Regions from separate parts of the Sus scrofa genome. Here region 1 is linked to region 2. A link is a contact called in public HiChIP or PLAC-seq data. All regions are on one chromosome and are shown on one strand. Each heading gives the region's core, a stretch centred on a gene start, on an enhancer-like site or on the middle of the called end of the contact. The rest is flanking DNA. Distances are from core to core; before and after follow the strand shown.

Region 1 (5,930 bases), core at 2,116-4,615, 130 kb before region 2:
TTTGGCACAGCGCCCTGCAGAGTGGGCGCTCAGCAGACGGCTGTTAGGGCTGACAACTGCAGAGTGAGCCCCAAGTTGCACAGTCTCCCTGGGACCCAGAACCAGCACCCCTTGGAGGGGTGGAGAAGATTCTAAACAGTGTGGTCAGCGGGTCCTTCGCTCCCGACCCCTCACTTTGAAGCTGACTGCATCGCAGGGACCAAAGAAACCCTCAACTCCAGGTCCCAGGCCTGTGTCACTAAAACTAAGCTTCCCTTTGGGGGAGAAAGAGGAAGCAAAGAGCCGATCGCTTCCTCTTTGGAGGAGAGTTGAGACTTGACCGACTCCTAGGCCAGACCAAACAGGGGATTTCTCCTCGGATCTTGAAACAGGCCAGGTTCAAGTCCAGCTCTCCTCTTGAGCCCAGCCTGACAAAATCTGGGCTGAGGGGCGGGGCTGCAGGGCAGCCTCTGCCCAGTGGCAAGAGTTCCCACAGTTGCTCTGCTGGGACAGCCAGAGGGGGCGACCTTGGGGGCTACCTCCATCATGAGCAGTCCTCAATGCAGGACAGCAGGGCGGCCTCCGAGAAGAGCCCGGGAAACCTCAGCATCGCTCCAGCAGCAAGCTGCCACCCCCCTCTGTTCAGCCTTCAATAAGGAGCTCCAGGTTACCACGGAGATGGAAAGCAAAGTGAGGGAGAGGGGCGCAGAGACGAACGCCCCGTGGGAGGGAAGAAGGTCCTGAATCTAGCCACCTGCTGCAGCGGCTCCGAGAAGCTGGCCTGGGGGCAACACTGGACCCTTATGCCCCTGCCAAAGGCAGCTTGGGTCATTCCTAAGGCACCGCTTGCCACGGGAGGCAGGGCGCACCAGCTTCTGCACGCCGCCTTGCCTAGGCCCGTGTCCTCCTCCTCTGAGCAAGAGCGTGCCTGACAGCATGAGCCTGTCCCAGGACCCTCCTCCCGGAAGGAGCTGTAGAGGGTGCTCGGCGCGCCTTCCCACCCCCCACAGTGCGGTGGGTGTGTGACCTTCACAAGGCAGCAGCCTGCCACGCCCCCCTCGCCCACCAGCATCCACTGCTGACCTTCTGCCAAGACCTCAGTTTGAGGGTCTCCAGCGGCTAGAAACGAACCCCCTGGGAGGCACCCAATTCCGTCCTGCTCTCCCAACCCCGTCCATGCTCTCCCGCCGCCGTCACAGGGGAGAGAGTGAAGCAGCATCTGCGTGCGGAGCACACAATACCCTGGCTGCTCAACCTCCTCTCCTCTCTCTGGAAACAAAGAGACTCCCAACTTCTCCCTCCAGCCGGGGCTGGTGCCCTCCCAGTCCAAGGCACTGCTGTCCTGACCATCTGTCACTCTGCCACTGGCCCCTGCTGACCCATCTCCGGCCCCAGGGTGGCCACACCTGCAGGTCCAGGCTTGTCACTTTCACTCCTCAACAGCCTCTCCAGGAAGTTGCCCACAGCCTCTCAAGCAAAGCCACTAATTCCCCACAGATCCTTGAGGGGTACCTGGACCCTCCTCGCCTGGTCCCCCATTTCCAAGTGGCCCTGTGCCGAGGGGCCCCCAGACTTCAACTCCAGGCTGGAAGCTGGCCGGCACGGGGGTTAACACAGATCCAGCCACGTGTCCCCCTCCCTGCCTTGATGGCCAGGTCTCAGCCCCTCCAGCCAGCCCCCTGGGGTGAAGACACCACCTCCCGTGACAGGGGGGCCTGGGTTACCATAGGTGCAGTTACAGCAGAAGCGAATGATGAGGAGAATTTCCATGGCAGCCTCCGTCCCCGCGGCAGGAGCGTGCGGCCATCGCTCCCGGCTCCCCAGATCCCATCAGCAGCCCGGCCACCCAGCCACCTTCCCGGCTGCCTGCCGCTGCACAGCCTCCAGAATCCAGCAGCCGCTTCTGAGTGCTCCTCTAGCAAGGGGGCGGGGGGCGGGGAGGGCGGCGCGTGGAGGGGGAGGAGGAGGAGGAGGAGGGAGCGAGCCGCCTGCTGGCATCCTGAGGAGGAGCACGTTTGTAGCTGGCCAGCTGCCTGGGGACAGAGGCTGGCTTCCTCGCATGCACGCGCTCACACACTCGCACGTGCGCGTGCACACACGCAAGCAGGGCCCCGGAGTCCGCAAAGCCAGACAAAGGAAGGTGACTGCAATCCAACCCGTTCCCCAAAGTACCTTCCATTGTGACTGACGTGTGGCTGTCCTTGGAGTCCTTGGGACCTTTCACTTTGAGTTCCTGCCAAACAGAGGAGAGGAATCACTACCTGGCCCATCCCCTGGGCCTCCCCACGCCCCATCGTGCACACAGCGGGAAGCGGGGCTTAAACCCAGAGTGTACAGAGAAGAGAGACAAAGACAAGGCTGGGGCCTCCTTCTGCCTCTCGGCCTCCAGGGTCCCCAGGCCACACCCATCATCTCTGGAGCCTCGTGGGGTCCAGTGGCTGGTATAGGCAGGAAGGAGGGACTCCCAGTACCAGAGAGGACCGTGATCAGGGTGCCCCTCAGACCCATCCCTGGCCACTCTCGGGGCTTCCAGAGGATGAGTGCTGCAAGAGTGGACCCACCCGCAAGCCCCCGGCAGCAGCCACTACTTAGAGGTCTGCACACACCAGCCCAGGGCACACAGGGTTTTAGGGGAGAAGCCCCAGGGCACCAGCTGGTCCTGGGGCACAAGCAGCCCTTGAAATAAGAATTGAGGGGTCCAACACACCTGCATGGGGCAGGGTGGCGTGGAGCAGGGAGCCACGCTCTACCTGCTCCATATGGAGAGGGACCCAGCCAGCCGCCAGCTCCACCTGCACACCCCACCCACCGCACCTGGGCTGGGCACCCAAGAGGAAACTGCAAGGAAGGAAGAGGCCACGGCCCTCCTGGACGCCATGCCAAGGGACAGGGAGTGAGTGCTGGAAACAGACCCCAGGGACGGCTTATCAGATCCTAACCTCTTTTATCTGCCTTTAGAGACAGAGGCTCCAGTGCAAGCCCTGGCCAAAGGACCACTGGAACACAACCCCACTTGGAGGGCTGAGTGCTCCAAGGGGGCTGTCAGCAGGGAGGCAGGATGAGGTGAGGCCAAGGTCAGGTACCAGGTGAGGTTGCCTGCTGTGCCTGGAAGGAAACACCCAGGCGGCGGGAGCCCCATATTCCCTACTCCTGCCTCAAGCTCTTTCTAGACAGAGGAAACCCCCAGGGACTGAGCTTGGGGCGTGGGGGGCGGGGAAGGGGGGTTACTCAGCTTCTCAAGGCTGTGTCCCTGGCTGGTGTCTGGGTTCCCAGCTTTAGGGAGCTTTTTTCCCCATGTCCCCCTCCAGCGCAGCCAGAGGGATGAAATCACTCTGCCGCAGAGCAGAAGGGCCTAATTGCAGTAATTAAGTGGCAGCACCAGTAGGAAGTGACTGTGTCCGCGCATGAGTCAGGGTGAGAAGCCACTGGCAGGTGGCCACGGGCCTTGCTCTGCCCTTGGGACCGACCGGCTTTGCCAGGGGCTTGGGGATGGGCGCAGGCATTTCTGCCCACCACAGAGAACAGGCAGTCAGCACAGGCTCAGAGGAGAACCCCTGCTCTCTGGACCACACAAGACCTGGGCACCCCAGCAGCCTTGGCAGGGCCACTCTGAACACAGACTGGGGAAGACAATTTATCCCCAGGGAGGGCTGGGAGCCAGAGAGGGACACCCTTTCTCCAGCCTCCTTACTCCACGTAGAGGAACCTTCCCACCGCTCACTCCACTCCGTCCTCCCAGGCTGACGGTGACTCACTGGATCCCTGAGCTTGGTAGAGGAAATGGAGCCCAGCCCTTCTCTCTCGGCCCCCAGCAGATGTGTCTGAACGTGGAGGGGAAGTGTTAGCAAGGCCAGTGTGGCCGCAGAGCCATGTCCCCGTTCTTCCAATCCGGCTTTTACTAGTAATCGAGCTGACATTTTCATCTCTGTCTGCCCGACTCCTAGGCTGCCTCTGGGCTGATTCCAAACTTGGGTCTGACCCCTAACCCCAGGAGTTTCATGAAGACTACCCTGCATCTCACCAACTTTCTGGCATTGGAGCTGAGGGAGAAAGCAAAGGATTGAGAGGGGCCTGGAAGGCAGGACGTCCAAAACCACAGAAGGTTCCCCTTCCCTGGAACCACAAGTTCTCCTGCCCTGAGCTTGGTGCCGGGTTCTGTGACCGCGCAGCCAGAGACTTAGGGGTGTCACTGAGATCTTTTTGGCTAAAGGGTGGAGCTGGGCTCCTGTAGGGTCCTAGAACTCCTTCTTGCAATGTCCCAGACAGCAGGGCCAACGGCAGGCAGTGAAGCATCTTTGCCCTGCAGAGGAGGATAGTGGGAAGGCTTGGCATGTTTCCAGCCAGAGGGTCTGGGGCTTCTTCTGCACATAAGGGCTCCCCGTCCTCTCTCTTTGGGATTGTGAGGATCTTAAAAGACCACCCGGTCCGGACTGCCTCAGGTCTCCTGACTATAAACATCACCTGGGGAAGCTGGTTAACATACAGTGGCCAGTGGGTTAAGGATCTGGTGTCATCAACGCTGCAGCAGCCCGGGTCACTGCTGTGGCATGGGTTTGATCCCTGGCCCAGGAACTTCCACACGCTGCAGGCATGGCCAAAAAAACCCCCCAAAACAAAAAACACCACACTCCGGGGTTCCACGCCAACCCTTCTGAATTAAAGCTCCAAGGACAGTACCTGGGGATCTGCATTCTTTTTTGGTTTTGGTTTTTGGTTTTCAGGGCCACACCCGTGGCATACGGAAGTTCCCAGGCTGGTGGGTGAGTGGGAGCTATAACTGCCAGCCTATGCCACGGCCACAGCGACGGAGGATCTGAGCCTCGACTGGGGGACCTACACCAGAGCTAACAGCAACGCCGGATCCTTAACCCACTGAGCAGGGCCAGGGATTGAACCTGAGTCCTCATGGATACTAGTCGGGTTCGCTGAGCCACGATGGGAACTTTAAGATCTTCCTTTTATACAGTGCCCCTGGTGGTTCTTGTCAAGCAAGCTTGGGATGAGCTAGAAAAACCCAGACGCCTCGTTCTACAGAAGAGGAAGTAAGTCCAAGAGAAGGGAAGCGACTTGCTTAAGGTCACTACAGTGTGGGAGAACGCTGCCTTTTTTCTTTTCTTTCTCGCCCCCCTGTTCTAACACAGAATAATAAAATCACATACAAATCGATATTCTTGTATCAAGAGGAAAAATGTCAAGTGCAAGAAAGCCAATGTCAGGCTAGGTGTTACCCATCAGGGGAGCTGTTTTCCTCACTGGCAAGCAAGGGGGAAGAGATCCAAAGGCTGGAGGCTCTGAGCAACCCCCAAAACCCCATGTCGTCAGGGTGGCTGTGCAGGGAACAGCCCACCTCAGAGATCTTCTGGAATTGGTTGTTGGACTGGCTGCACTTCTCAGCTGTCTCCAGAGCGACTTTATAGTTATCCACAAATGCTTTGTACACACCAAGCTGGCTGGCCTGCAAGGAGAAGAGAGGAGAGAGAGAGAGGAGGGCAGGAGTGGGATGGGGAAAGAGGATTAATGAATGGATGAAAGCATAACCAGAGCACCTGGAGCTCCCTTAGCACTCAGAACCTTTAACTCAGTCCAAATGGCTAGCTGGGAGCAAAGGGAAAAGGCAGGATGAACATACTACAGCATCCCTTTGAACTTGACAGTTTCCATGGAAACTGGCTCAGCCAATAAGGTTAACAAGGGGGTATTGGGGGTTGGGGGAGTAGGGCAGGGCCTTTGTTGGCATGCAAAAACTCAGCTCATCTCAGCTTTTGGCTTTATTTAGCATCATCAAAGTGTCGCACAGTTTGAAGCCCTTAATGCCTCACTCGTCTTTCATATCCTGGAATTAACTGAAGCAGGGAGACAGGGAGCGGGATGGGCACATGTGGCCTGCTCAGTGCCCCTCGCTGAGTGCGGGGCACAGCATTTAAAGATGCAGTCCCCACTTCCCTTGGCCT
Region 2 (6,363 bases), core at 2,690-5,189:
CTCCCCGGGGAACTCGGCCTGCCAGTGGCGCTCAAAGTCCTGGGGGTCCCACATGCCGGGCGCCCCTCCAGGCCGCCGCGGCCCAGCTCCTCGGCGCTCAGCGGGCCGGGGGCGGGCCCGGCTCTCTCGGTGCTGGCGCAGTCGCCTGCCCTTCACTTCAGCCCCAGACGAGAATAAAGGAAAAAATAAAGTTTTTCCCCTTCCGCCCTCGTGCCCTTTTTTTTTTTTTTTTTTCCTCTTCTTCTTCTTCTGGGTTTCGCCCCCTTGACGTCAGCGGCCACCGGCGACGGAGGCGGGCGCCTGGGGGCCCTGGGCCCGCCCCGGGCAGCAGGCGCGCAGCCAGCGGTCTGCAGCCCCCGCGCGAGGCCGGGCGCCGGGCGGGCTCTGGCGTCTGGAGAACCGCGGCGGGGGCGGAGCTTCGCGGGCGCCTCGGGGCTGCTCCCGCGGCAGGGTGGCTGCTGGAGGGCCCGGGGGGTGGGCGGGGCCGGGTCTGCGGTGCTGCCCACCCCCGAGGCGCTGGCGACCTTCGGCGCTGGCCGCCGCAGGCCGGGCTCGCACCTTCCTGGCCAGGCGGGCTGCGCGCGCGGGCTCCCTACACCGAGCGCGGGGGCCGGGGAGGCGGGAGCGCGCGGGGGTGCCCTGGGCCGCAGCCAACCTCCCGCCAGCCGGCCCTCGGCAGTCTTGCCTGTCCCGGGGTCAGGGCGGCGCCTGGGACCGAGAAGGAAAGGTGGGGGAAAGGCGATGTGACGCGGTAACGAGGGCAGGTGTGGAAGGGAGCCTTCTGCTGACCGTCAGGGTTGTCCTCCGCCGCAGTTATTGAGCTCCTTGAACAACGTGTCCAAAATCACAGAGCTATTTAATCCAACGCTGGGGATGAAACTGCATGGTGGTGTTTTTGTTTGGGATTTTTTTTTTTTTTAAAGACCCTTTAAAGCTTTCTCTCCACTGCTCACTAGAACTTTTCGGGAGAGAAGGAGGCAAGGGTGACAGCTGAAGTCCCCTGGGACTCAAAGCTGCGGGTACTCCCGTGGGACTCCCTGTGACTGAATCAAACCGTGACTGTCAGGAGCCTTAGACACCTGGGCGTCTAAAAGAACACTCCACTACATATCCGCTTTGTGCCCTCAACAAAAGAGGGGCGCTGGGGACCTGCTCCGGGGCTGACACCCGTGGAGGGGCGGACGGAGGCCCCCTCCTGGCCTCCTCCTCGCACCTGGCTGCACCACTTTTCCAGGCCTTTGGGTGAGGTCTCACTGTCTGCAGAGAGGGGGCCTGATACACTGTCTCGTGCTCACCTCCAGGGGGGACCTTATCAGTGATTCATATTTTCTTCATTTGAAGGATGAGGAAATGGATACTGTATGAGACTAAGTGACTTGGCAGCTGGAAATTCCTCTTACTCCCTTTGGCAACTGCAGCCAAACTCAGCCCCTCTCTCCAAAGCCCTGCTGTGGGCGGCTCACCTGTACCATCTCAACAGTCTCTCACTTTTCAATCCTTTTCAGTCTACCCCTCACAGCTGGATATTGGGAAAATGCCAGAAAGATAGTTCTTAACCACAAATGAAATAGTGTCATGCTTTTGCTCAAAACCTCCATGGCTCCTCACACCTCCAGGCCGGAGTCCAGACTCCGTTTAGTGACAAAGGAGGTCCTCCTACCTTTGGTCTCTGCCCCCCTCTCTACCTTCCTCCTAGGCTTTAGCCTTACCAACTCCAGGCTGTCCCCAAAGACATCTGGCTCTTACGAGAGAGACATCTCTCCTCTTCCTTGGAACTCCTGTCCCTACACACAGGCACAACTCCCTGCTGCCTGGAGGACTCCAACCCTCCTTTAAGACCCAACTAAAGGAGCTCCACCTCTGAGAACCCTTTTCTGGCCCCTCTCTCTCCATCTTATCTGTGTCTTTACCTTCCTTTGTCCTTGTTCCACTTTATGGCAATTATTAGTGACTTTTTTTTTTTTTTTTTTTGGTCTTTTTGCCATTTCTTGGGCCGCTTCCGCGGCATATGGAAGTTCCCAGGTCGAACCGGAGTTGTAGCCGCCGGCCTACACCAGAGCCACAGCAACGCTGGATCCGAGCCGCGTCTGCGACCTATACCACAGCTCACAGCAACGCCGGCTCCTTAGCCCATTGAGCAAGGTCAGGGATCGAACCCGCAACCTCATGGTTCCTAGTCGGATTCGTTAACCACTGCGCCACGACGGGAACTCCAGTGACATCTTTTGTTTCCCTTTCTTTCATAGCCTCCTCTCAAGGTCCAGGGATGGTGTCTTTTCCACTTTTGCATTCTTGCTGCTGCTTTTTTCTTTTTTTCTTTTTTTGTCTTTTTAGGGCCACACCTGGGGCATATGGAGGTTCCCAGGCTAGGGGTCTAATTAGAGTTGTAACCACTGGCCTACACTACAGCCACAGCAACACCAGATCTGAGCCCCATCTGCAACCTACACCACAGCTCACGGCAATGCCAGATCCTTAACCCACTGAGCGAGGCCAGGGATTGAACCTGCATCCTCATGGATGCTAGTCAGATTTGTTTCTGCTGAGCCATGACAGGAACTCCTCTTGCTGCTTCTTGCAGAGTATGATTGAGAGATAACGGATAATTGTTGAATGAAATAATGAATGAATGAATGAATGGGCAGATGAACGAATCCCCACCTTGTAGTTCCTGCTTTGCTGCTCCAGTGGTGAATCATTCCAGGCTAGGAGCACATGTGCTTCCCACAGAGACTTCTCACTCAGGAATTTCCTTCCATGACAAAGTCTGTGTTTACTTACTTTCCCAACGTCCCTTCTTTTTTCTTTCTCTTTCTTTCTTTTTTTTTTAAATTTGGTGTGCCACTGGTATGACTCATCACTGTGTTGGCTCTTGTGTCCGACTGCTATGGGGAAATGGACGTGTTTCCAGTATTCTCCAGCTTGTGTGATTTCTCAATCCTTCACCTAGTCCCTCAAGCTGCTTTCTCTCCCACCTTCGCTTCCTATTTTGAAGACCATCCCTCCCTCCCTAAAGGCTGCCACCATGTCCTTTGTCTGGAAGGGACTGAGACACTCCCTGTGCTCACAGCTCCTCGGTGCAGAGATATTGCAGCAAGTGTCATCCACAAGCATCTTGGCCTCTGTTAAGATTTCAGAAAGGGAAAGAAATGCAGCACAGCATAGATGGATGATGGCCTATTGATTGGAAGATGTTTGGATATGTATATTTAAATGCACAAAGAAAAAAAATTACTCTAAGTATCAATTTCTGAATTTGTAATTTCCCTGGGAGGATAGATTCAACTCTGTCCTTTAATTAAAGCAAGGGTATGATTCCCTTTTGGTCCAAGGAAGTTGTTACCAACACCACTAATTTTTCCGCGAGGACCAATATAGCCAGAAATGCCAACATTTATCTTCCGTAAACAGATCCCAGGAGCAACCTTCATTGTCTCTGGCTGGTGGATGGTTTGGTGTTATTACTTGGCTTTGGGTCATCATGGGGGCAAGAGCAGAGTGGCTGACATTTATTGAGTCCACACTTCTTGTTGCCATACATCTTTGATTTCATCTAATTTCTCACAAAAACCCTGTAAAGAAGGTATTAGTGTCCCGAGGGAGAGAAATGGACGATCAAAGAGGTTAGAGGTCGCACAGCTAATCTGGATTCTAAAACTCAGTAGCTTTGCAAGGGCTTGGCCCAGGCACATCTGTGTCATTAGCCTTCATTCATTCAATAAATATTTGTGAAGTACTTACTAGGTGCCAGGGCCTGGCAATTAAAATTTAAACCCTGTAACCTGGCATATACAACTCTTTACAATGGATCCTCTGACCCCAGCCTGCTTGTCCAGTCCCATTTCTTGAATTACTTCTGCGGCCACACCCATTCAGCCCTCCAGTCTGAGTCACCCTCTGAGAAGATGACTTCTCTGTTCCATGTCGCCTCCCTTTGGCCCTTCTTGGATTTCTTTCTTTTTTTTTTTTGGTTTGGTCTTTTTCCAGGGCCACACCCACAGCAACACCAGATCCGAGCCAGGTCTGCAACCTACACCACAGCTCGCAGCAATGCCAGATCCTTAACCCACTGAACAAGGCCAGGGATCAAACCTGCAACCTCATGGTTCCTGGTCGGATTCGTTAACCACTGAGCCACGAAGGGAACTCCCCTTCTTGAATTTCTGTGGCAGTTACTGTAGACCATTCCTGTGGGCTGCTGGGGTCTCACCTCAAACACCTACCCCTACTACTCTCCACTCTTCTGCCCTAGAGTTTTTCTCGAGCTTCCCAGATGGAAGCTTCTGGGGGTAGGGGGTTTCCCTGGGGCATGCATGGCCAGTGCAAATGGGAGCTGGTTCATAAAGGCCCCATGCCCCTGTCTTTGGATGGCATGCCTGAGGCACACTCTGCATGGCTGCCCAGCGGTCTGCAAGAGAAATAAGCCCCCAGTGTTCATAATGGTAACCAATCCATAATGAGCTATTGGCTTTCCCTTCCTTTTTTTTTTTTTTTCCTTTTTCAGCTGCACCCATGGCATATGGAAGTTCTCGGGTCAGGGATTGAATTTGAGCCACAGCTGCAACCTACTCCACAGCCGCAGCAATGCCAGGTCCTTAACCTGCTGTGCCACAGTAGGAACTCCTGGCTTTCCCTTCTAATCTGTCTCCCTTTCCCTCATTCCTGCTTCCTGGAACAGTCTCCCAACTGAAATACTTGTACGAGATCCTTGTGTCAGTCCTGCTTTGCCCCTCTGGTGCCCTCATTAAGACACCCTCCAGTCTCCCCCATGCCCTCTCTGATCTAGCCACACAGGCGCTGCACCATCCCCCCAGTTACTCCTCCAGCTCTCATGTTTTCCTTTGACATGTTGCTTCCTCCTTCCTCCTGTATAAAAGGGTGAGATCCCTTTTCACCTGTCTATTCCCAGCCCACCTGTCATGTTCTCTCTGAAGCCTTCCCTTCCCCAGGTCCAGTTAGGCATGTTTGTCCACAGAGATGCACCTTGGTTCCAGCACTGTTCCAGCACAGTGTCATTCCACGGCTCCTTGAGGACATCCTGGCTCCAGCCAGCTGGTACCTCTTATTCCTCCCACTGCCACAGCCCCTACCTCAGTGCCAGAGAGTGCCTAGTACATGTCTGCCGAGTGAATGAATGAATGATGAGTGAGAGAATGGACTGTTTTAGACCTTAACTTCATGCCATTTTAAGATGTGAGGTGATATCTCCGATGCTCAGGGATGCTGAGTACCTTTTCATGCACCTACTGGCCATCTGAATGTCTTCTTTGGAAAAATGTCTATTCGGGTCTTTTGCCATTGCGATTATTTGTTTGTTTTTTTTCCTGTTGAGTTGTAAGAGTTCCGTATTTATTTTTTGGATGTTAATCCCTTAGATATGTGGCATGCAAATCTATTCTCCCATTCCTTAAGTTGCCTTTGCATTTTGTTGATGTTTTGTTCTGTGCAGAAGATTTTTAGTTTGATGTGGTCCCATTTATTTATATTTGTTTTTAATGCCTGCGCTTTTGGTGTTACATCTAAAAAACTGTTGCCATGACCAATGTCTAGGAGCTTTTCCAATATGTTTTCTTCTAGGAAACATAGTTTTATAGTTCCAGGTCTTATGTTTACATTTTAAATCCATTCAATCCATTTGGCTTTTGCGAGTGGTGTAAGATAGGGATCCAATTTCAATCTGCTGTATACAATGATCCAGTTTTCCTAACACCATTTATTGAGGACACTCTCCTTTCTACATTGATCACTCTTGGGTCCCTTGTCAAATATTAGTTGATTGTGTATGCAGTATATACAAGGGTTTATTTCTGGGCTCTCAATTCTGTTCCATTAGGCTACATGTCTCTTTTTATGCCAGCACCATACTGTTTTGATTACTATAGCTTTTTAATATAGCTTGAAATCAGAATATAGCTTTTTGATATAGTTTGAAATCAGTTCTGGTCTTCTTTCTCAAGTTTGCTCTGGCTAACCGGGGTCAGTTGTGTTTCCACACACTAACAACAAAATAGCTGATTATTTTTCACTCCATAGATCAGTTATATGACATTCACTTTGGAAGGAAATTTCTGCCCAGATAGCATCTGAAGTTGTGAGTATTTTGTTCTGTTCCTCCAGCTTTATAACTAGAACAGCTGGATAGAAGAGATGCATAGGGCAAGTGTGTTGACAAGCCAGAGCTGGTGTATTAAGAATTATGACCTGCTCAGTCTCCCAAAGCAATAGAAATTAGAGCAAAAATAAACCCATGGGACCTCATCAAACTGAAAAGCTTTTGCACAGCAAAGGAAACCCAAAAGAAAACAAAAAGACAACTTACAGAATGGGAGAAAACAGTTTCAAATGATGCAACCGACAAGGGCT

Evidence for each region. HiChIP or PLAC-seq counts read pairs in DNA pulled down with a chosen protein or histone mark.
Region 1: an H3K27ac HiChIP or PLAC-seq map of alveolar macrophages shows a contact between it and region 2. The contact joins two enhancer-like sites. A contact is called at or near these places in 1 of 47 Hi-C or Micro-C datasets (embryonic fibroblasts) and 1 of 2 datasets of contacts at active chromatin or transcription factors (alveolar macrophages).

What each region holds. Positions count from the first base shown.
Region 1 is chr12:46,836,091-46,842,020 of Sscrofa11.1, reverse strand. ABR (active BCR-related) reads right to left here. Exons shown (of 22, transcript NM_001253818.1): 4 at 5,327-5,434; 5 at 2,152-2,212. Among named protein-coding and RNA genes, the nearest start is that of ABR, 27 kb to the right of the region's middle. Within about 2 kb of position 3,365, at least 12 of the 83 cell types and tissues checked have an H3K27ac peak or open chromatin away from gene starts, as enhancers often do. A contact at or near this core is called in alveolar macrophages, where this site is marked.
Region 2 is chr12:46,703,692-46,710,054 of Sscrofa11.1, reverse strand. It overlaps a transcript of ABR not described here. Among named protein-coding and RNA genes, the nearest start is that of BHLHA9, 63 kb to the right of the region's middle. Within about 2 kb of position 3,939, at least 4 of the 83 cell types and tissues checked have an H3K27ac peak or open chromatin away from gene starts, as enhancers often do. A contact at or near this core is called in alveolar macrophages, where this site is marked.